Regions from separate parts of the Mus musculus genome. Here regions 2, 3, 4, 5 and 6 are each linked to region 1. The links are chromatin contacts, called in public promoter capture Hi-C maps. All regions are on one chromosome and are shown on one strand. Each heading gives the region's core, a stretch centred on a gene start, on an enhancer-like site or on the middle of the called end of the contact. The rest is flanking DNA. Distances are from core to core; before and after follow the strand shown.

Region 1 (3,264 bases), core at 237-2,736:
ACTACCACACCTGGCTCAAGGTCATTGGAACTTTCATAGAGTTTGAGGCCAGCATAGATTACATGAGAGAGACACACACATAGAGAGGCAGCTCATGCTGTATGTCTTGATAAGACATTGCTCCTAAAGATTCTGCTTAAACCATAGCCGGCATATGCACTCGAGTGTGTGTGCACACGCGCACACGCACACACGCACACACACACACCTCTTTCTATGAAACTGTTTAACTTTGAGCTGATACCAGTTTTTCATTTTTGTTTTGTATGTTATTTTTTTAACTTTTGAGACAGGGTCAGAGCTAGATAGTCTTGGCTGTCCTGGAACTCACTTTGTAGACCAAGCCAGGCTAGAACTACAGAGATCCATCTGCCTCTACTTCCCAGGCACTAGAACTAAAGGCATATATACCACCACTATTGCTAATGACTCTTTAGGATGAACTGTTTCAAAATAATTTATTTAAACCTCTCCATCTGGCATTTTAAAACACCTGGCTTCCTTTTCCCCAATGGACACACTTGTGCCCAGCCCCTCTCTGCTGCCCCCAGCTCTTTCCTCTGCAGAGCCTGTCTTCCAGTCGCTAGGTTAGATTAGAAGAAACCAAGTTTCCTTTGTGCATTTCAAGATATGGTTCCTCTGTGTAGCACTGGCTGTCCTGGAATTCGCTCGCTCAGAGATCCTCCTGCCTCTGCCGCCTGAGAGCTGGGATCAAAGGCGTGCCTTAGCGCACCGGGCTCCAAATATCCTTTTTAAGAAATCATGTCAGTACAAAAATCACCACCCTTAGGGAAATGGTCCTTAAGAGGGGATACATTTGAAACTTATCTATACAGATCTCAGTTGTTTTGTCTGTTTTGCCTTGTAAGTCCTTGAGTAAAAACATGCAGATTGGGCTGAAAACTTGTAGCTTTGTCCAGAACTAACTTAAGCTCTAAACAGTGATAACCTATCTTAACCACCCAGGCAATGCGCCTCTTTTCCAAGGGCCGTGCGTCCGGTCCATTCTCTCCCCCTTACCTGAAACCTCGGTGGGAAGCCTAAGCCTGCGGATGAGACAGCGACCGGGAAGCCAGGTCCCCTGAGAGTCCAGCCACCGGCGACCGGAGTACATGCGAAGCAGCCGCTGGGCTTGCGCCGCTCCCCTCACCGAGACGACGCAGCAGCAGGTGCGGGTCTGGGCTGCCGCAGAGCCCCGGGCGCGGACAGCGCGGGCATCGGAGGCCGGAGCCTGGGCGAGAACCGGATCCTCAGCGGCGGGGTCCGGGCCAGCCCGGGCCGCCTCGGGACTCGCCTGCGGAGGGCCCCTCTCGGGCCGGTGCCGGTAGTGGAAGCACAGGAAGCCTCCGCCGCGCTGTTCCCGGAACTGGCTAAAGTAGCTCCGTAACTGAGCCGAGCGTAACACGGCAGGGATCCCGCTCACCACCAGGTAAACCGGCGACTCTTCGTCCAGCTCCCTGGGCGACGCCATCTTGGCCTGTCACATGATTGCTTGGCGTCCACTCTCGCGAGAGCACCACGTCTCGGATGCTGGAGTTTGGTCAATGTGGCATCGGTGACCGTTTGGTACTTGAAGTTTCGTTTTAATTGCTCTTGGGCCGAATCTGTGTTTCCAGCTCCACAGAAGATGGAAAACTCGTGCGATGGGCTGGGCTGTAGCTCAGTGATAGCTGGTCCAGCGTGTGAGAGGCTCTAAGGAGGAACCAGTGTAGAGCACCGGGATGCTGAGCGGGAGGTGGCGGAGGTCTGATGCAAAACTGGACTCTACAGTACCAACCCAGCCGGGCGTGGTGCCTCACGCCTTTAAACCCGGCACTTGAGAGTTAGAGGCAAGCAGGTGTGCGTGAGTTCAAGACCAGCCTGGTCAACATAGTGACTGAGACGGGGCTATGTCGAGAGAGCCTTTCTCAGGGCGCGGGACGGGGGAGATGAAGAGATGCCCCGGCAATTAAGAGCTTTCGCTGCTCTTACAGAATACTTGGATTGGATTCCCAGCACCCACGTACGAGGGAACTCTCCCATACGTAACTCGTTTCATGAGATTGGACACCCTCTTCTGACCTCTAGAGGCACATACGTGTTGCACATACATACATGCAGGCAAAATTCTCATGCACATAAAATTATCTGTAACAAACCGGGCGGTGGTGGCTCACGCCTTTAATCCCAGCACTCAGGAGACAGAGGCAGGCGGATTTCTGAGTTCGAGGCCAGCCTGGTCTACAGAGTGAGTTCCAGGACAGCCAGGGCTACACAGAGAAGTCTCGAGGGAAAAAAAAATTTTTTTTGGTTTGGTTTGGTTTTTTTGTTTGTTTGTTTTAGATTTATTTATTTATTATATGTAAGTACACTGTAGCTGTCTTCAGACACACCAGAAGAGGGCATCAGATCTCATTACGGATGGTTGCAAAGCAGTTGTTGGGATTTGAACTCCCGACCTTCAGAAGAGCAGTTGGTACTCTTAACCGCTGAGCCATCTCTCCAGCCCTCAAAAAGATTTTTTTTTAAATGTACAAATACATGCATAGACATCGAAAACTATTCCCAGAGATCATAGGCGAAAACCATATTGCCAGCTTCGGACGACCTCCGTACAAGGCGTTGAGTCCCTCACAAACAAACAGTATAGCTCTTGTGATTGTGTGCAGTGTTCAGGAAGGCCAGAGGAGGGCGTTGGAGCCTCTGGATCCATTTTTTTTTTATAAAGATTTATTTATTTACTATATGTAAGTACACTGTAGCTGTCTTCAGACACTCCAGAAGAGGGCATCAGATCTCATTACGGGTGGTTGTGAGCCACCATGTGGTTGCTGGGATTTGAACTTTGGACCTTCGGAAGAGCAGTCGGGTGCTCTTACCCACTGAGCCATCTCACCAGCCCTGGATCCATTTTTAAATTCATAGCGAGTGCAACTCTGCCCAAAAGTAGGCCCTTCAATTTCCTGTCATGGAGGAGGGGGAAGGCTCATGAGATCGCACCCCTCTCTAAGAATTTTTATACAGTTGATGGTTGATGGTGGGTGTAGGTGTTTCTGCTCAGATGAAAGGGTAATCCTAGAACTCAAGGGGAATGGTACCCAGTGGAAGGGCATCCTGGGGCATGGGAGCCCAGGGACCTTACGGCTCTGAGAGGAAGTCTCTTCCTCAGCAGAAGCATTGCAGCTCCGAGGGAAGGGGATCCCCAACTGAACTCAGGCGCTCAGGAGCCTCAGCCCCAGTCCACATCTTTACTTTTTGTCTTCATGGCTTCTTGCGACGAGAGAG
Region 2 (3,264 bases), core at 368-2,867, 920 kb before region 1:
CTACTTTCCCATGTTTCTGCATAACTTCCACCCCCATTGCATCTGGTGATCCAGGCCCAGAGGAACGATAATGCCGACATTTGTCTAAAACTAACTCCAGAAGCAAGGCTCCAGGCAACTTCTGGGCACCCAGTGTGGGTAAACGTAGACGGGACAAGCTCTGGCAGGCTTTCGGGTCTCTCAGCAACCAGGTCGCCTCCCCCTTTGCAAACCAATTCTCCAATTCAGCTCAACCAATTTAAAGAAAAGGCTACCTCCGCGTCTTCCAGGACTGAACAAGAAACTATTGGTGTTTCACACTGCATTGTGGGTCTCCATTTGTACTCAGTAACGTGATCAGAATGGAAATGTTAAGGACATTTTCCCCCAAAGTTCAGACACTCCCACGGTTCCAAGGAGTACCCTGAAAGGGAAGATCTTCATCATGGTGTCCCCGGGTACCCAACAAGAACAGTCAGCTTGGGGAATCCACCAAGCCTCCTCTCAGTGCATAGCCTGAGGCAGCCTAAGGGGCTTCAGGGGCTGCTAGGAGGAAATCCCCCAGGTTAAGGCTGAGGGTGGTGGTGGGGCCTTGTCTCTTTTCCTATCTAGGGCAATCTGGCTTTCCTGACGCTAGGGAAGGGATCCAATATTCTGGCCTGGTAGCCCTCCCACCTCTCTAAAGCTTTCCTTGGGGGTTCCCCCACAAGGATCTGCAAAACATACCACACACACACACACACACACACACACACACACACACACACACACACACACACACACTTCCACCCCTGCTCCTTCTTGTCCCATTATAACCTCGCTCCTAGAATGCAGCACATAGCCTGTGAGGTTGGTTGTTCCTGCCCAGGGTGTGATCCTGCTGCACAGGCTGTCTCCCATGCCTAACTTCTGCAGACGACACTGAATTATTCTCCCCATTCCACAAGCCACAAGCTCATAGGCTTTACTCCAGCCCTGGTCCTCCTTCTCCATGGCATGCTACCTCTGGTCCTCCCATAATCCTTCTGCTCTCCCCACTCCCTTACAGTGACCCCCCCACTGCTCCTCCGGGGGTGGGGTGACCTCAAACGTTTCTTCTTCCGGTCCCCTCCTTGAGGCTAATTCCCTTGGTGACCTCTCCTCACCCCTACCGGGAGGTGCTCCCCTACATAACTGTCCGGCTGTCAGGGTCCTGCTGTCTTCGGCCTCGCCCCATCTTCTGCCACCTGCCCACTTCCGCCACTGGGCACCGCACGCATGCAGCTAGGAGCACACCCCCAACCCGCGTGCCGGGGGAGCACTTCTCTACTCCCAGCCCAGCCCAGCCCGGCCCGGCCCCGGGATCTCCAGGAGCAGTCTCACCTGTGGTCAGAGCAGAGCTAGGAGCTGTCTGCTGCGTCCCCCGCGCTGGAGTCGCAGATAAAGGGGTAGCGGCCACGCCCCAAGCCCGGAGGGCGGCGCTGGGCACCGGGAGCTCAGCCGCCTCCGCCAGTCTGCAGCTTCTCGCCTGGCGTTATGCAAGCTCAGACTGCAGGAGGGGTCACTCCACGACGCATCCCGGGACTTCCTGCGGCCACAGTACAGTCTGAAAATAGAAGGCCCAGAGAACCTAGGCTCAGATAAGAGGCTGCAGACTCCTGCAGAGTTTACCCACTTCCCCAAAGCGCAAGCTTCGCTCTGTGATAGTTGCAAGAGAGTCGGATGAGTGTCCCAAGAGCTCTGAGGCAAGCTTGAGCTCAGCACATACCGCTCATGCCTCACAGGGCTACTGTAGTCCAGATGTCGCTCTCCCTGGGGAGCTGCGTCCCAAACTGGGCTCTCTGGCTTATCAAAGTCTCATCCCGTGATCTCTGACATTTTCCCTGTCCTGATTTGTCTAGATCTCTGTCAGAACAACCACTCCTGGTTGTCACATCTTCCAGGTATGGGACCAGCAGAGAAGGTGAACAGCCCAGTGGGTTTTTATAGGCAGGGTATGCCTCCAATAAATACTTTCTTACAGTGCCTCATGTGCCTGCCCCTTCTGTGGTGTTCATACCTAACAAAAATGGAGTACCAGACCGGGTCTTGAGTAAAGAGGCCTGATTGGTAGAGGCTAGGGCCCTGTCCTTTACTGAGCTTTTGAGTCTAGAGCCCTGACACATTAACAGGATTGAAGCCTGTTGCTACCCCAGCTCACCCTGCGACCTTGGACAAACCTTGCTCTTTTGGGCCTCAGTGTTATAGAGATGGCAGTACCACTTGACAAGGTGTTTAGGTCAAACGGTGGACATGAAGGTCTTTGGAAACTGCAAAATTTCCCTCTGTACTGTGATGAGCATATTATCTTAAGAGAATTGTATGTGAGAGACTGGCCTCTCATTCAACAAATTCAGACAAACGCCCACATTTCCTGAATCCATGGGGCAAGCCGACAGGCCTGCCATCCCGTGCCTACTACTCTGGAGACTGAGGCAGGAGGATTATTTGAAGCCAGGAGTTCAAGGGCAGCCTGGGCAACATATGGTGACTGTGTCCTGATAGGATGAATAAAAATGAGAGACTTTGCAGACAGTGGTGGCAGCGGTGGCACACGCCTTTGATCCCAGCACTCAGGAGCCAGAGGCAGAGGCAAGGGATCTCTGGGTTCTGGGCCAGCCTACTCTATGGAGCTAGTTCCAGGAAAGCCAGCGCTAAACAAAGACATCCCATCTTAAACAAAACAAAACAAAACAAAACAAAACAAACAGTAAGGACTTAGAAGAAGCCTCGGACTCAGCTTCTATTTTTGGCAGGAAGGTCAAGCTCTCACTGCTTTGATTCTTTGTTTCCGGTTGGTTTGGCTTTTGTCAGAGGTGGTATGTTTTTTGTTCATTTGTATGTTTTTAAAGGCAGAGTCTCACCCAGCTCCTGCTTGGAGCTCACAAGTGAAGCAGAGGCTGAGGTCTCCGGCATACACCACCACATCCTGTCCCCTCTTGGTTTGTTTTCAAATCCACGGTTTATATGTAATGTTCTTGGCCTGTGGCAAGCGGTGAGCCAAGCAGTTGCCATGACGACCTCTCTTGATCTAAACCATCCCCTGAAACAGGTTCTGTGTCTACCACTCTACACAGTGGGGAAGCGAGCTCTGAGCAGCCATGGGGCCTTCTCTATGACCTTCTTCAAACCTCGAAAGTTCCTTTGAGGTGAATGTGGTGGCCACTGTTTTATGGGTAGAAAAGTCGAGGCCTAGAGCCGGGAAAGGTGCATCCAGGCTCAGGCGGCTGTAGCTATGTCCGGTTCCGGCTCTGGGAAGTGACTCAG
Region 3 (3,264 bases), core at 526-3,025, 800 kb before region 1:
CTGGAAGAATGGCTCAGAGCTCTTTTTTTTTTTTATACAGTGAACCCAGGTTTGGTTCCTAGAACCCACATGGCAGCTCGCAATTATCTCTAACTTCAGTTCCAGTGAATCTGATGCCCTCTTCTGGCCCCCCTAGGCACAGGGCATGCATACTGTAATACTGTAGACAGGCATGCACAGGCACACACACACACACACACACACACACACACACACACACACACACACACACAGAGGCAAACACTCATACACACCAAATAAAAATAAATATGTTTTTAAAATGAATGGCCAGGTATGGTAACATATACCTTTAATCCTAGCACAGGGGACACAGAGACACGCAAGATCAAGGCTAGCCTGGTTTATATAGTGTGTTCTTGGCTACATAGAGAAACACTGCCTCAGAATAAAAGAGAAGATGTATAGATAGATGGCTTAGGACCTGGCTAAGCCATGGGAATACAGGCAAAGTTACTCAAGTTCCCTGAGCCTCAACTTTCTCTTCTGTAAAATGGGAATGATAGTAATATCTCCTTTATAGTCATTTCCAGCGTGCTCAGGACATAGTCACCTACACTATTACTCTTATTCAGCATGGCACTTCCAGTGCCTCCCTGGGAACCTGGTCCAAGTTAGGATGCGAAGGATCTCTTAGATGATTGAACATGGATGTGGCCAGAGCAAGCTTGAGCCCCTGAAGGAGGGTCCTGGCTCTGACTCAGGAGTCTCAGCCGCTTCCTAGAGGAAGGGAACCTTCTGCCAATTCCAAGCCTGGTGGGATGGCAACAGCGCATGCCCACACCTGTCTCCTGCGTGAGAAAGCCTGCGGTTTGCCTGAGCAGCTGTCTATCACGGAGCGACCTACCTCTTACTGCAAGAGGCCAGATTCTTCTTGATCCCATTTTGAGGATGTTCCTGGGCACCTCACTGTGCCCTGCCCTCAGGCTGCTCACCAAGGAGGAGAGGCCAGCGGAAGGATACTTCCTTGTTGAAGGACACCCCACCAAGTGCTCTTGTAGGACCTACAATAGCAACCCTCCAAGGGAATGATGTTAATCCATTTTAAAGATGCAGGTAGACACTGCCCAGCTCCATTCAGTGGCCGAGGGGACAAGAAGAGGCCCCATCAGGCCAGGCTCTGAGTTCAAATCTTCACCTGGACACATCAAAGCTGGGTCACCTTAAGAAAGGCAATCCCTGCTCTGCGCTTCATTTTTCTCAATAGTAAAAAAGACAAAAGAGCTGGTGATGTAATTCAGTGATAGAATACTTGTCTAGTGTGCACAAAGCCTTGGGTTCTACTCCCAGTACCACAACATCAATTCTAAAAATAGACAATGATAATCGTAATAAAAGGGGGGGGGAAAGGCAGATAAACATCTACTTTGGATCACTGGTAAAGACCTTGGAGAGAAGCAAACTGTCAATCCACAGCCACCAGTGAGGTATGGTGCCCTCCTGACCATTATTAATCTTCCAGAGCCAGGCGTGATGGCAGGTAGCTGGCATTCGAGCACTCCGAGGTGAAGACAGATTGATCAGGGACTCAAAGTCCTTGGTTGCAAGGTGGGTTTGAAACCAACCGGGGCTACAGGAACATCCCCACCCCCCTCGTCTCAAAAAAAAAAAAAAAGGAAAAAGAAACGAAACGGTACCCCAGCGAAAGAGGTTGCAAGGGGTTAAGTGGAAACCCTGCCTCCTAGCCAGGAGCCAATCAGAGCTGGCGGGGGTGTGGCCAGGCTGCTGCTGCTGCGAAAGAGAGCTGGACCGACTTGATACCTTCTGGAGTGGGACCTGGAGCTGCCGGCTGGACCTGTGGGGCAGGAACAGGAATTTGGAGCGTAGGTCTTGCCCTCTGCCCTGTGACAGCTCCTAGCCGGAGGGTGCAGAGCAGCTGCCTGGGTTAGGGGCCATAGCCGAGGGGAAGAAGACCACACTCCGAACCTTCTCATTCCCCAGGCGGCGGGCATGGGATGCACTCCGGCTCCAACTTCAGCTGGCTCTGGTGGCCCACATGGACACAAGGTCTATTTATAGTTCTGCCACAGAAGGCCAGCCACCAAACACAGGGGTAGCCAGGGTTTTTTTCAAGAGCTTTTGGGGCAGAGGGAAGAGTGGGAGAGGACAGTCCTGCCTCCTTCTACATCATCCTTGGCCACCCCCTCCCGATACCCACTCCCCATGAACCCAGACAGTTCTCCATAGATAGCCTGCCCTTGGGTCAAGGGTAAGATCAGGGGTGCAGTCCTGAGCGCAAATGGACACGATCTTGTGGTCTGGACAAGGGTTGCATCAGCCCGAGCAGTGGCCCAGGGCAGAGGTCCCGATGAGAGGGCAAAGGGTGGCAAGGTTGTGTGAAGGTAGAGAAAGCAGTCGGAGAGTGGGAATGCAAATTTAGAAAGCCAGAGCCTCCTTGGACTTCCCACGAGGGGTCAATCCCACAGGTGGCCAATGGTTAGTCGAACTTAGCTAGGGGACCTGCCTTCAATGGTGAGAGCGCTGGACCAGAAGGCTGATTTCCAGCTCCCTCCTGCCTGGGGTCGCCTCCTCCACTTGCTACAGAAATTCCTCACTTCCTTCTAGTCCTAGCTGTTGGTGGCCACATGCTGTGGAGAAGAAAGTCCTTCTGGCTGGCGTTGTCAGCCTTCTGGCTCCTCCTCGTCCTCCTAGGAGTCTTCCCCCTTCGCCTGGCAGTGTTGCCCGGTCCTCTTCCAGGGCGCTCCCAAGGCTGGCCCCGCTGGCTGGATGCTGCCTTCTTACAGAGTTTCTCCCAGTCTGAGACGAACCCAGAAGATGTCGCACAGCTCCCTCGGGTCTCTCGGGGAAGCAGCTGCACCTGGGGAGCCTGCTTTGACACCTCCAAGTGTAGGGGAAAGGTCCTCAAGATCTTTGTGCACTCCCCGGCTGGTCCGACCTCTGAGGCTCAGCGCAGGATCCTGGATTCCTTGGAAGGCTCCCGCTACTCTGCACTCAGCCCAGCAGACGCTTGCCTTCTCCTTTTTCTCCCCAGCCAGGATCGTAGAGGAGCCTGCGGGCCCCTGCCTCCGAACTGGAACGGAGGCCGGAACCATCTGGTGTTGAGTCTCTACCCAGCCCCTTGCACCAGGCTGGGACAGGCGATGGTAGCTGAGGCCAGCCCCTCCTCGGACATCTTCCGACCGGGCTTCGATTTAGCGCTCCCGTATCTCCCCGAAGCTCACCCATTGCGAGGTGGGGCTCCCGGCAAGCTGCAGCAGCACAGTCCCCAACCTGGGGCCACCTTAC
Region 4 (3,264 bases), core at 388-2,887, 730 kb after region 1:
TATTGTTATATGTAAGTAAACTGTAGCTGTCTTCATACACACCAGAAGAGGGCATCAGATCTCATTACGGATGGTTGTGAGCCACCATGTGGTTGCTGGGATTTGAACTCAGGACCTTCGGAAGAGCAGTCGGTGCTCTTAACTGCTGAGCCATCTCGCCAGCCCGACAAAGGCAACTCTTATGCTGAAAACATTTAATTGGAGCTGGTTTATAGGTTCATAGGTTCAGTCCATTATCATCAAGGCTGGAGCATGGCAGCATCCAGGCAGGCATCGTGCAGGAGGAGCTGAGAGTTCTACATTTTCACCTGAAGGCTGTTAGTGGAAGACTGACTTCCAGGTAGCCAGGATACAGGACTTAAAGCCCAAGCCTACAATGATACACTTATTTCAACAAGTCCAAACCTCCAAATAGTGCCACTCCCTGGACCAAGCATATTCAAACCATGACATGTTCTATTGCTGTTGCTTACTGAAACCTGGAGAATTTATTATTATTATTATTATTAATTTTACTGTCTAGCAGGGCATAGTGTTGACTACCTTTAACCCTGTATCTCAGGAAGCAAAGGCAGATGGAATTTCAGATATGTGCTGCCACACCCTCCAACCATTTGTTTCTTTTAAAAACTGTGAAGTCATCATCCCATCTTTCTGCAAAAGTGAAAAAAGGACCATCCACTGCATACGAAGGAATGGTATGTTGTCAGAAACATATGGGACTAGTAGAGCCTGGCTTTTGGCTTTACATAGACTCAGGTTCGAATACCACTCCTTGTAAGGTGAGGCTAGAGCCTCTCTTCTGGAATCAATCTGTCTTGAGTTTTGGGAATACCAAGTGAACTGATCCATATGAAATACATACTTCCCCATAAGCACTCAATAGACAAAACCATTACAACCAGCAAGCTAATGGCTTAGAGGAAGATGGTAACCCTAATGCTTCCTATGTCACTATGACCCACAGAGAAAAATCCTAAGGGGCCATGAATTAAACATTTTTGAGAATTGGTTAAGTTACTAAAAATTGGAGGCTTTTTTTCCTTTTGAGTCTGTGCCTTGCAGCAGTTTGTCCAAAGTTTTCAAAAACAGACTACATGATTTCTGACACAGTCGCCTAATCTATAGATTCTCCCAGATCTAAGAAAATTACTGGTTTTGGGGAATTGAATCAGTGGCCTCATTCGCGCCTGCTGAACACACTACCACTGAGCCGTACACATCAGACTTGGGATCAGAAAGGACAAATGAGTAAGGATTCTGTTTTCAGATGCAGTGTTTCGAAGGAAGGCTGGAAAAAGGGGGAAAAAAAAAGCCATCACTTCTTATCTCTAGCCATCACCTGCTTATCGCTAGATGAAGCCCGAGGGGGTGGGTAGCTGGGAGTTAATGCAGATTGCAGAGCTCTAGGGTTTCTGGCGGAAAACGCAGCGCGAAAGCCGCATCAAGGTACAAACCACTCCTGACCCCGTGACCAAGGAGACACCCGCCCCCAGCCTCTCCAGCAAACACTGCAGACTTCAAACCCAGCCCCTGATGCCCTCCGCCAGAGGCGCTCCCAGGAGAGCGTCCTTGCGTTGCGCGTGCGCACGCACGCGCTGCGCACAGGCTGCTGGGATGCCGCCTCTTCCCTCCCGAGCTCTTAGTTTCCCGGCGTGCTTCAGACCCGCCAAATGGGAGGGGGAGACGCAAGATGGCGGCAGCCGTGAACTCCGGCTCCAGCCTCCCGCTGTTCGACTGCCCGACTTGGTGAGTAATGAGGTTTCTGGGACTGGAGCGGCTTGGCGTGAGTTAACCCGGACAGAAAGGAGAAGGTTGTATTTTTTTTTCCTCTTCCTTTTTTTTTTTTTTTTTTTTTTTGCGATGAAACGAACGTCTCAGAAAGATCCTGGAATGATTGAGGGAAAACTGTCCGCTGTGAGGGGCCGGGCGACGTGTGGAGGATCCTGGAGCTGGGGCCCAGGCTCTGCGGAAACCCGAGTTTTGGGGGCTCGAAGGTATTCAGTTTATACAGCGCTTGGGAGGTCAGCCGCTCACCGGGGTGCTTCAGGCCTTGGCCCCTAACTTGCCCTAACTCATCACTGAGTGCCCGATGCTCTCGGGGAGCATCAAACCTTCCCCGGGTGCTGAAGGTCTGGAGCGCGCACGAGCTGGCTTCCCTACCTCAGTCCAACCTGATGCTGCATCCCTCCGTGGCTGCTGCACCCTCCAAGCGGACTAGGTGCTCCTTGCGGGCAGGGATGGCGCGGGACTGTTCCCCCTTGTTCTCTGACCAGACCAGCACGAAACCCGGTACAAAAGACAGCAGAAGTTGTTAGCATACAGCATTTTCATCCCCTGGGAAGTTCAGAGAAGTAGTAGGATGGTTTCCGCGTTGAGTGGGGTGCAAGATGAATGAATAGGAACTGCTTTGCACGAGGATGCATCGGGGTTAGAGCCCTTTCTGCTGTTGCGGCTCTTCCTGGTTATTAACGTGTTACCTCTCGGGCTTCTGTTACATTGAGATCTTCAAGGGCAAAAACCCTTGCATCATGCTCAGCTCCTAGGCCTGAGTCAATCACATGGTAGGATATTCAGACAAAATATTTTGGCTTTAATGTTCATTTTAATCTGTATCTCGAAGCAAATGGGCTTTTGTTCGATGCACTGTCCTTTTAGCCACTGCCATGAGAGATTGGAGCGGAGCTGTGAGATGTCTGTGTTGAATCTTCAATGAGATAGACTCGATATCGTTTCTTCTGTGCAAATGTAAGGGCCCTGGAAGGTTCAAAAGAACAAGCCCAGGAAGCGAATGAATGCTTGGCTGTTTCCTGGATTTCTTTATTCTTTTAACATATCCATGTGCTTCAGCCTACAAATTCTTTATCCACACTGGTCCCTGGCTGCACTTATTTCAAATTTGGGCCAGCCAAATATAAAGAGACTCTTTCTTTGAGATCACCTGTCATTACCTCAGGGTCTGGTGTATACCAGGAACTGTGTCAGGTGATTTGACATTTGAGCATCCATCCCCTTGAATGATGAAGCGAGGTATAGAAAACAGTCTGATGACTTAGATTTTTTTTCACAAACACCTGTTCAGGGTGCCCCCACACCTCCCTCCCTTTGGAGCTTGGTTTCGTGGGCGTGGTTTTGATTTGCTCTAGTTCCCTAATTACAGATCTCTGATTTGGTACCAAGAGTTCATCTGGGTAATGTTTTTTTGTTTATTTTGTGATGAGAATGATATTGATCAGCCCCCAAACAAACAATTTTTGTTATTTG
Region 5 (3,264 bases), core at 384-2,883, 560 kb after region 1:
CAGGGACCCAGACCCAGCCAGGGAAGGCGCCCTCAGCCAGAAAGCAGAGATTCAGCAGCTCACCCCAGCTCCCGACCTAGGGGGCTGACAGCTGTCACTCAGCACCCCACCCCCTGGGGAAGAGGGGGCCGATTCAATCAGAGCCCTAGAGGAAACGTATTGATACACGATTATTTATTTATTTATGCAAAAGTGAGCCGACTTTGTTCGCCAGGTAACCGGGCACGCGGCCCAACCCCTCTGGCCAGGCCGCCCCCAAATCCCTCCTCCGCCCCACACCCCCTCCGGGTCATTAGGTCCCCGCCCCTCAACTCCCAGAGCGCCAACGGAACCTTGGGATTTGGGGGCTGGAGGGGAGGGGCTCCTCCCTCCGCAGTCTCCCCTTTTCCCAGCGCCTATCCTAAAATCCAGCCTTGTTCTCCGCTCCCACGGTCCCCCTACATCCCCCCCCCCACATTCTCAGCAAGCTGGAGAGCAAATTGCAGTTTTAAATCCAAAGGCGGAGGGAGGGGGAGGAGGAGGGGGTGCGCGGCAGCTCTGGGCGCGCACCTCGCCCCCGAGCCGGGGGAGCCGCGGGGCGGCCAGGAAACCCGAGAACCCCCCCTCCCCGCCCCCCCTCCCCGTCCACCTCCCCCTCCCCCTTCCCGGCGCTGCCTGCCAGGCTTCGAGCCGAGCCCAGCCGAGCCGCGGGCCCCGGTGGAAACAAAGACCGATCGCACCGCGGGCACCGCAGCCACGGGGTCCGGCGGACCGGACTGGGGGCGCTGGGCCCCCCCACAGTGCGCTGCACAAAAGAGCCTGGCCGGCCGGTCCCCAACCGCGTCTATTGCTGGGCAGGAGGCGCTACTTACCGGAGTGCTGGGCTGCCGGCTCCGTGGGTCCGAGCCAGGCGAGGGGTTTCGGGGGGCGTCTATCTTCCGCCGGCGGCAGCGACACGGGCGCCCGGCTGCTGGGAAGAGGAGTCGTAGAGGAGCCCTGAGCCGCCTGCCGTCGCTGACAGCATGGCTCGCGCCTCGGCTCACATTCTCCGCCGCTAACTCCGCTGGACACGGCCCCCCGCTCCCGCGGCGTCCCCCCCACCACGATTACTCCTTCGCTATCTGCGCCCCACTCGCTTCCCCAGCCGCTCACACACTCTCACAGCCCTGGACACCCCCGCCCCAACCCCCCAATTGCAAACCTGGGAGGGAAGACGCCCCGCGTAGTCCTCCTGCTCCTCCTCCGCCGCCCTCCTCCCTCCCGCTCTGTCTGTCTGTCTGTTTGTCTGCCTGTCTCTATTTCTCTCTCTCTCTCTGCCTTTCTCTGCTCTCCGAGCTGGGTGGGAAAAGGAAATGAGGACAGAAAGCAGACGCTGGCTTTGGGTGGTGGTAGCTGGATTCCCTCTCTCCCTCCCTCCTCCCTCCTCCCCTCCCTCCTCCTGCCTTCTGCTCTCTCCGCTGCGAGCGGGGCTGAGCGCAGCCTGGCGGGTGGCTCGCTCGGCCCGCCCGCCCGCCTGTCTGTCTGTCTGGTCTGCCTCGCTCGCTCCCTCCCTCCGTCTCTCGCCCTCGCCCTGCCTGCCTGCCTGCCTCTCTCCGTCTCCGCCGCCGCCGCCGTTGCCTCTGCGAGCTCGCCTTACCTTCGCTGCTCACCATCCGGAACCCCAGGGGGGAGCGCGCGCAGAGCACGCCGGGACTTGTAGTCCCTGTTCGGCCGCTCCGCGCGCTGTGCGGGCGGGGCCACTCCGGCTGCTCCGACGGCGCGGCCCGGAGCGGACCCTATGCCGGAGTATCCCTGGCCCGGATGAATCCCGTTTTATCTAGGACTGCTGATCCTCCTCAAGGGTTAGGAACATTCCGGGCGTTCCGAGGCCCCTACTCGGGGCTCTGGCTGCGCCAAGGTTGCGGGTGGTAGCGCAGGGGCGGGGTCTGAGAATAAAATGAGTGGAATCGGGCATCAGAGGATGAGCCAAAAGGGCTGCGACTTTCTGGGGTGTCCCAAACACGTTGAGAGGGCCCATGGAGAGACGAGAGGACCTACACTTTCAATTTGGGGACGTTTTTCCTATCAGAAGAGGCGTTTGGCAAGAAAGCCGCTCTGGAAACGCTACAGTCTCCTCCGCATTTCGTGGCCCTTCGCCTCAAACTCAGCCCTGGATTTAGTTCTTCCAGCGCCTACTTTTTATTGTCGTCCACGGGCGGCGAGGGCGCAAAAAATTCTGGACAAAGTGTAGATACCATGCCTTCTGAATTTGAACAATTGTTTGTGAGCGGAATTCAACAGTTCTCCAGCGCCTGCTGCGGCGTGGGGGTTGGGCGCAGCACTTTCACCTACCTCCTCTTCAGGTCACATCTGTTCTCCAGCCCCTGGCTCTGGGCCCCCTGCCTTGCCTATCCCACAGATGGGAATGTGCGCCTCTGAGGAAGGCTTTGTTACCCCCAGGGAGGTGGCTGGACAGCTCTGAAAGGAGAATTGCCGCGGCTGCCATTTACTGAGCACCCGGGCAGCACGGGGTCCTTGGAGCCTTGCAGAAAAAACCCTACGAGACCTTATTTCTATTTTAGATATAAGAGTTCCGGAGCCCAGGTGTCCCGATTAGAAAGTGGTAGATTCAGCATCTGGATAATTTCAAAGCTTCCTTCCTTCCTTAACCCTTGGGCGGTAACAGAGTGGTGATTCCCTCTACTCCACCCCCCCCCCCCCGCGTCCCCGCCATCCTTTACTGTTGATCTTTCTTCCCTGTGTCTATGTGTCCTCCCTTGGCACTAAGGTAGATAAGGTTTGCAGAAGAAACAGATGAGTGATGCAGTGATCACTGCCCTGCTACTTGTCTATTGACTGCTTCTGAGCTGATCCCAACTCATGACTGTGTCTGACATTCCTTTGGCCAATGTCTGCCAACTTAGTCCATCTTGCCCCATGTCCTAAGCTTCTCTAGCAATGCCTTTACTCCCTGATCCACCTGCTTCTGATGCCTTCTTTGCTCTTGCAGGGTAATTGCTAGTCAACACATGTTTAGATGGTGACATTATGCTAACAACACATCCACACCACCTTCACCATCCCTCCATCTCTCCCAGTCCCTACCTATAGAGCAATTGAAACTTTTCCAGAAAGCAAGTAACAGGGGAGGCTCTAAAAAGCACACCCACTGATGTGGCATCGTGGCACATGTGGCCAGCTGGAGAGGCCTCTGTCTAGGGGCCACTTCGCTTGCAGACAAAGTAACCCCAAGAACTGATTATGATAAGAACGGGCATTAATAAAAGCAGGAGGTGCTTTAGCGAT
Region 6 (3,264 bases), core at 290-2,789, 530 kb before region 1:
ATAGTTGTGAGCCACCACGTGGTTGCTGGGAAATGAACTCAGGATCTCTGGAAGAGCAGTCGGTGCTCTTAACTGGTGAGCCATCGCTCCAGCCCCTTAAATTTATTTTTAGTTTTTCTTTTCTTTTTTTTTTAAAGATTTATTTATTTATTATATGTAAGTACACTGTAGCTGTCTTCAGACACTCCAGAAGAGGGAGTCAGATCTCGTATGGATGGTTGTAAGCCACCATGTGGTTGCTGGGATTTGAACTCCTGACCTTCGGAAGAGCAGTCGGGTGCTCTTACCCACTGAGCCATCTCACCAGCCCAAAATGTGTAGCCCAGGCTGGCCTCAACCAGCGAGACAGGGTTTCTCTGTATAGCCCTGGCTGCCCTGGAACTCACTCTGTAGACCAGGCTGGCCTGGAACTCAGAAATCCGCCTGCCTCTGCCTCCCAAGTGCTGGGATTAAAGGCGTGCGCGACCATGCCCAGCTTGAAATAAAGTCTTAAGCTTGAAAATGGCTCAGAGGTTAAGAGCAATTGCTGCTCTTGAAGAACCTCGGTTTGGTTCCCAGTAACTGCATCGCAGCTCAGAACAGAACCTCTTGTAACTCCAGTTCCAGGGACGGTGATGCCTTCCTCTGGCCTCCTTTGACACCAGACATGCATGTGGTACACATACACACATGCAGACACATATATGTATGAAATGATAATAATAAATATATAATATATATAAAGGTCTTTGCCCCCACTGGCCTTGAACTGGCTCTAAAGTCCAGGCTGACTTTGAACATGTGCTCCGCCTGTTTCAGCCTCCTGAGTAGCTTTACACGTCTGCAGACCACCAGGCCCAGCTTCTATTTTGTTTAGTTATTTGTTTTTTGTTTTTGAGACAAGAGTCTCACTCTGTTAAACCAGGCTGGCCTCAAACTTTGCTGGGATTAAAGGTGTGAGCCACCACTCCTGGCTTTGTTTTATTTTACTTTTTTTAATTTAAGGTAAAGTTTCGCTGATTTACCCTGGTTGGCCTGGGACTCGCAATGTAGCCAGATAGGCTTCGTACTCCAGTCCTCTCTCCTCGGCCCCTACATAGAGTGCAGGCCTATGTCACAACCCATTAAGTCTGTAAAGATACGGTTGTCGCCTCCGGTGAGGGTTACAAACGTGTCCTTTGTTTCTTCATCTGAAGGACCAAACTGAGTGCTGCCCTAGGCAGTTATCACTCGACACACCAGGCGACAGCCTGATAGCTGCGCGACATCCTCCTAATCCTTTGCTGGGCACGTTGGCACTAAGAAGGTTAGTGCGCCCAAAGCCCGCCCCAGGATTCCGCCGCCTGTCCCGCCTCCACGCGCGGACACGGTGAGTATGGTCCCCACTTCCCTCCTGAGCCAAGTCATGCATGTCGCCGACCCTCGGAGTCAGGACGAGGGCCGCGGCCTGCGGGAAGACTTAGCGGGGCAGAAAGGCCCGGAGATGGCACTCACCACGGGGCCAGCGAGCCGTCCCGCGGCGCCGCCATCTTGTTGTCTCGGGGTTTCCCAGGCGACCAGGACCCGAGCACTTCTCATTGGCTAATTCCGAGAGGCTCTCTAACGAACCAGAGGGCAGTGAAGACGGGCATAGGGTTGCACGTGAGACTTCAAATCCCAGAATGCACCGCTCTAAGAGGTCAGAGGGCGTTCTTGAGGCCGGGTCTTGAGTTCAAGAGATTGGTCCCTAGAAGCCTCTAGACCTGAAGATGTTGAACCCGACGTTGTCAATATTGTGCTATTTGATCTTGAAGAAATCATGTTTCCTTTGTTTTCCCACCTGATCATGCAAAGATGAATGGAAATGATGCAGGTGACTTAATAAATATTTAAATCTCATTTCCCCCCTCTAATTTATGGACTAGATGATGCACTGCAGGAAAGTTCTAATTCTAGTTCCTAAGTAGAATAATTGGGTGACCCTTCACTTCCAGTATGACGAGTAATTTCCCCTCCCTCAGCCTCATAGCTAGATGGCTCAACGGGTACTAAGTCTTGGTCTTACTACCAAGCTGAAGACCAAGTTCGATCAGGTCACACATGGCAGGAGAAAACGGCTCCTGGATCTGTCTTCCGATTTCTGCAGGAGCACTGTCCAGATGCAACACGAAATAAGTGACCAAATAGATATTAACTGAAAACTAAAATTATCCTAATAGCACCAAAGTACTAGAGATACTTTAGTTAGGACTGCACTGGGTCCTCACCTGTACAGACAGGGTAACTTTGAGCACATTCACATCTCCTTTTCTTCGCTTGTAAAATGAAAATACGGCCTACCTGACAAGGTTGCTGGGATTGGCCATTAGGAGGGTAATGCAAAGTACTTATCAAACACCTCTATAGATGTTTTCAAAATATTTCTTGCCAGGTGGTGGTGGCACTTGTCTCTAATCCCAGCAGGAGACAGAGGCAAGAGGATCTCTGAATTCGAAGCCAGCCTGGTCTACAGAGTGAGCCCCAGGACAGCCAAGGCTACAGAAAGAAACCCTGTTTAGAAAAACAAAACCAGGTCAGGTGTGGTGGCTCCCGCCTTTAATCCCAGCACTTGGGAGGCAGAGGCAGGCAGATTTCTGAGTTTGAGGCCAGCCTGGTCTACAGAGTGAGTTCCAGGCCAGCCAGGGATACACAGAGAAACCCTGTCTTAAAAAAAACACAAAGAAAAAGAAAAACATAGAGCCGGGCATGGTGGCACATGCCTTTAATCCCAGCACTTGGGAGGCAGAGGCAGGTGGATTTCTGAGTTCGAGGCCAGCCTGGTCTACAGAGTGAGTTCCAGGCCAGCCAGGGATACACAGAGAAACCCTGTCTTTAAAAAAACACAAAGAAAAAGAAAAACATAGAGCCGGGCATGGTGGCACATGCCTTTAATCCCAGCACTTGGGAGGCAGAGGCAGGTGGATTTCTGAGTTCGAGGCCAGCCTGGTCTACAGAGTGAGTTCCAGGGCAGCCAGGGCTACACAGAGAAACCCTGTCTGGAAAAAAAAAAAAAAAAAAGGAAGAAGAAAAACATGAAGACTCTAATCCAGAGGTCTCAACCTGTGGCTTGTGACCCAGTTTGGGGCCCCATACCTGATATCCTGCATATTAGATAGTAGCAAAAATACAGTTATGAAGTAGCAATGGAATAAATTTACGGTTGGAGCTCACTACGACAAGAGGAACCAGATTAAAGGGTCACAGCCTTAGGAAGGTTGAGAACCACCGCTAAACTCTCCTCAGGGTTACTTTCTCAGCCCTTGTCAC

What was found. Promoter capture Hi-C pulls out the DNA fragments that hold promoters and counts their contacts.
Region 2: a contact with region 1 is called in a promoter capture Hi-C map of liver, with 5 times the contacts expected there. The contact joins the promoter of Paqr7 here to the promoter of Gpatch3 in region 1. A contact is called at or near these places in 4 of 39 promoter capture datasets (hippocampal neurons, liver and pre-B cells), 1 of 484 Hi-C or Micro-C datasets (liver), 1 of 115 datasets of contacts at active chromatin or transcription factors (bone marrow-derived macrophages) and 1 of 9 other capture datasets (pancreatic islet).
Region 3: a contact with region 1 is called in a promoter capture Hi-C map of pre-B cells, with 7 times the contacts expected there. The contact joins the promoter of Extl1 here to the promoter of Gpatch3 in region 1. A contact is called at or near these places in 4 of 39 promoter capture datasets (hematopoietic stem and progenitor cells, hippocampal neurons, liver and 1 more).
Region 4: a promoter capture Hi-C map of liver shows a contact between it and region 1, with 3 times the contacts expected there. The contact joins the promoter of Ppp1r8 here to the promoter of Gpatch3 in region 1. A contact is called at or near these places in 2 of 39 promoter capture datasets (hippocampal neurons and liver) and 1 of 115 datasets of contacts at active chromatin or transcription factors (microglia).
Region 5: a contact with region 1 is called in a promoter capture Hi-C map of liver, with 2.6 times the contacts expected there. The contact joins the promoter of Ahdc1 here to the promoter of Gpatch3 in region 1. A contact is called at or near these places in 3 of 39 promoter capture datasets (hippocampal neurons and liver) and 2 of 115 datasets of contacts at active chromatin or transcription factors (both in embryonic stem cells).
Region 6: a contact with region 1 is called in a promoter capture Hi-C map of second pharyngeal arch cranial neural crest. The contact joins the promoter of Ubxn11 here to the promoter of Gpatch3 in region 1. A contact is called at or near these places in 6 of 39 promoter capture datasets (cranial neural crest, erythroid cells, frontonasal cranial neural crest and 3 more) and 5 of 115 datasets of contacts at active chromatin or transcription factors (bone marrow-derived dendritic cells, embryonic stem cells, large pre-B cells and 2 more).

The regions. Positions count from the first base shown.
Region 1 is chr4:133,572,967-133,576,230 of GRCm38.p6, reverse strand. It overlaps Gpatch3 (G patch domain containing 3), which reads right to left and starts at 1,486. Exons shown (of 7, transcript NM_172876.2): 1 at 1,021-1,486. The coding sequence starts at 1,471.
Region 2 is chr4:134,495,114-134,498,377 of GRCm38.p6, reverse strand. It overlaps Paqr7 (progestin and adipoQ receptor family member VII), which reads right to left and starts at 1,617. Exons shown (of 2, transcript NM_027995.3): 1 at 1,342-1,617.
Region 3 is chr4:134,371,058-134,374,321 of GRCm38.p6, reverse strand. Extl1 (exostosin-like glycosyltransferase 1) reads left to right here and starts at 1,775. Exons shown (of 11, transcript NM_019578.2): 1 at 1,775-3,264. The coding sequence starts at 2,604.
Region 4 is chr4:132,841,542-132,844,805 of GRCm38.p6, reverse strand. Ppp1r8 (protein phosphatase 1, regulatory subunit 8) reads left to right here and starts at 1,637. Exons shown (of 7, transcript NM_146154.3): 1 at 1,637-1,749. The coding sequence starts at 1,694.
Region 5 is chr4:133,009,875-133,013,138 of GRCm38.p6, reverse strand. It overlaps Ahdc1 (AT hook, DNA binding motif, containing 1), which reads right to left and starts at 1,633. Exons shown (of 7, transcript NM_146155.3): 1 at 1,616-1,633; 2 at 852-949.
Region 6 is chr4:134,100,858-134,104,121 of GRCm38.p6, reverse strand. Ubxn11 (UBX domain protein 11) reads right to left here and starts at 1,539. Exons shown (of 15, transcript NM_026257.3): 1 at 1,474-1,539.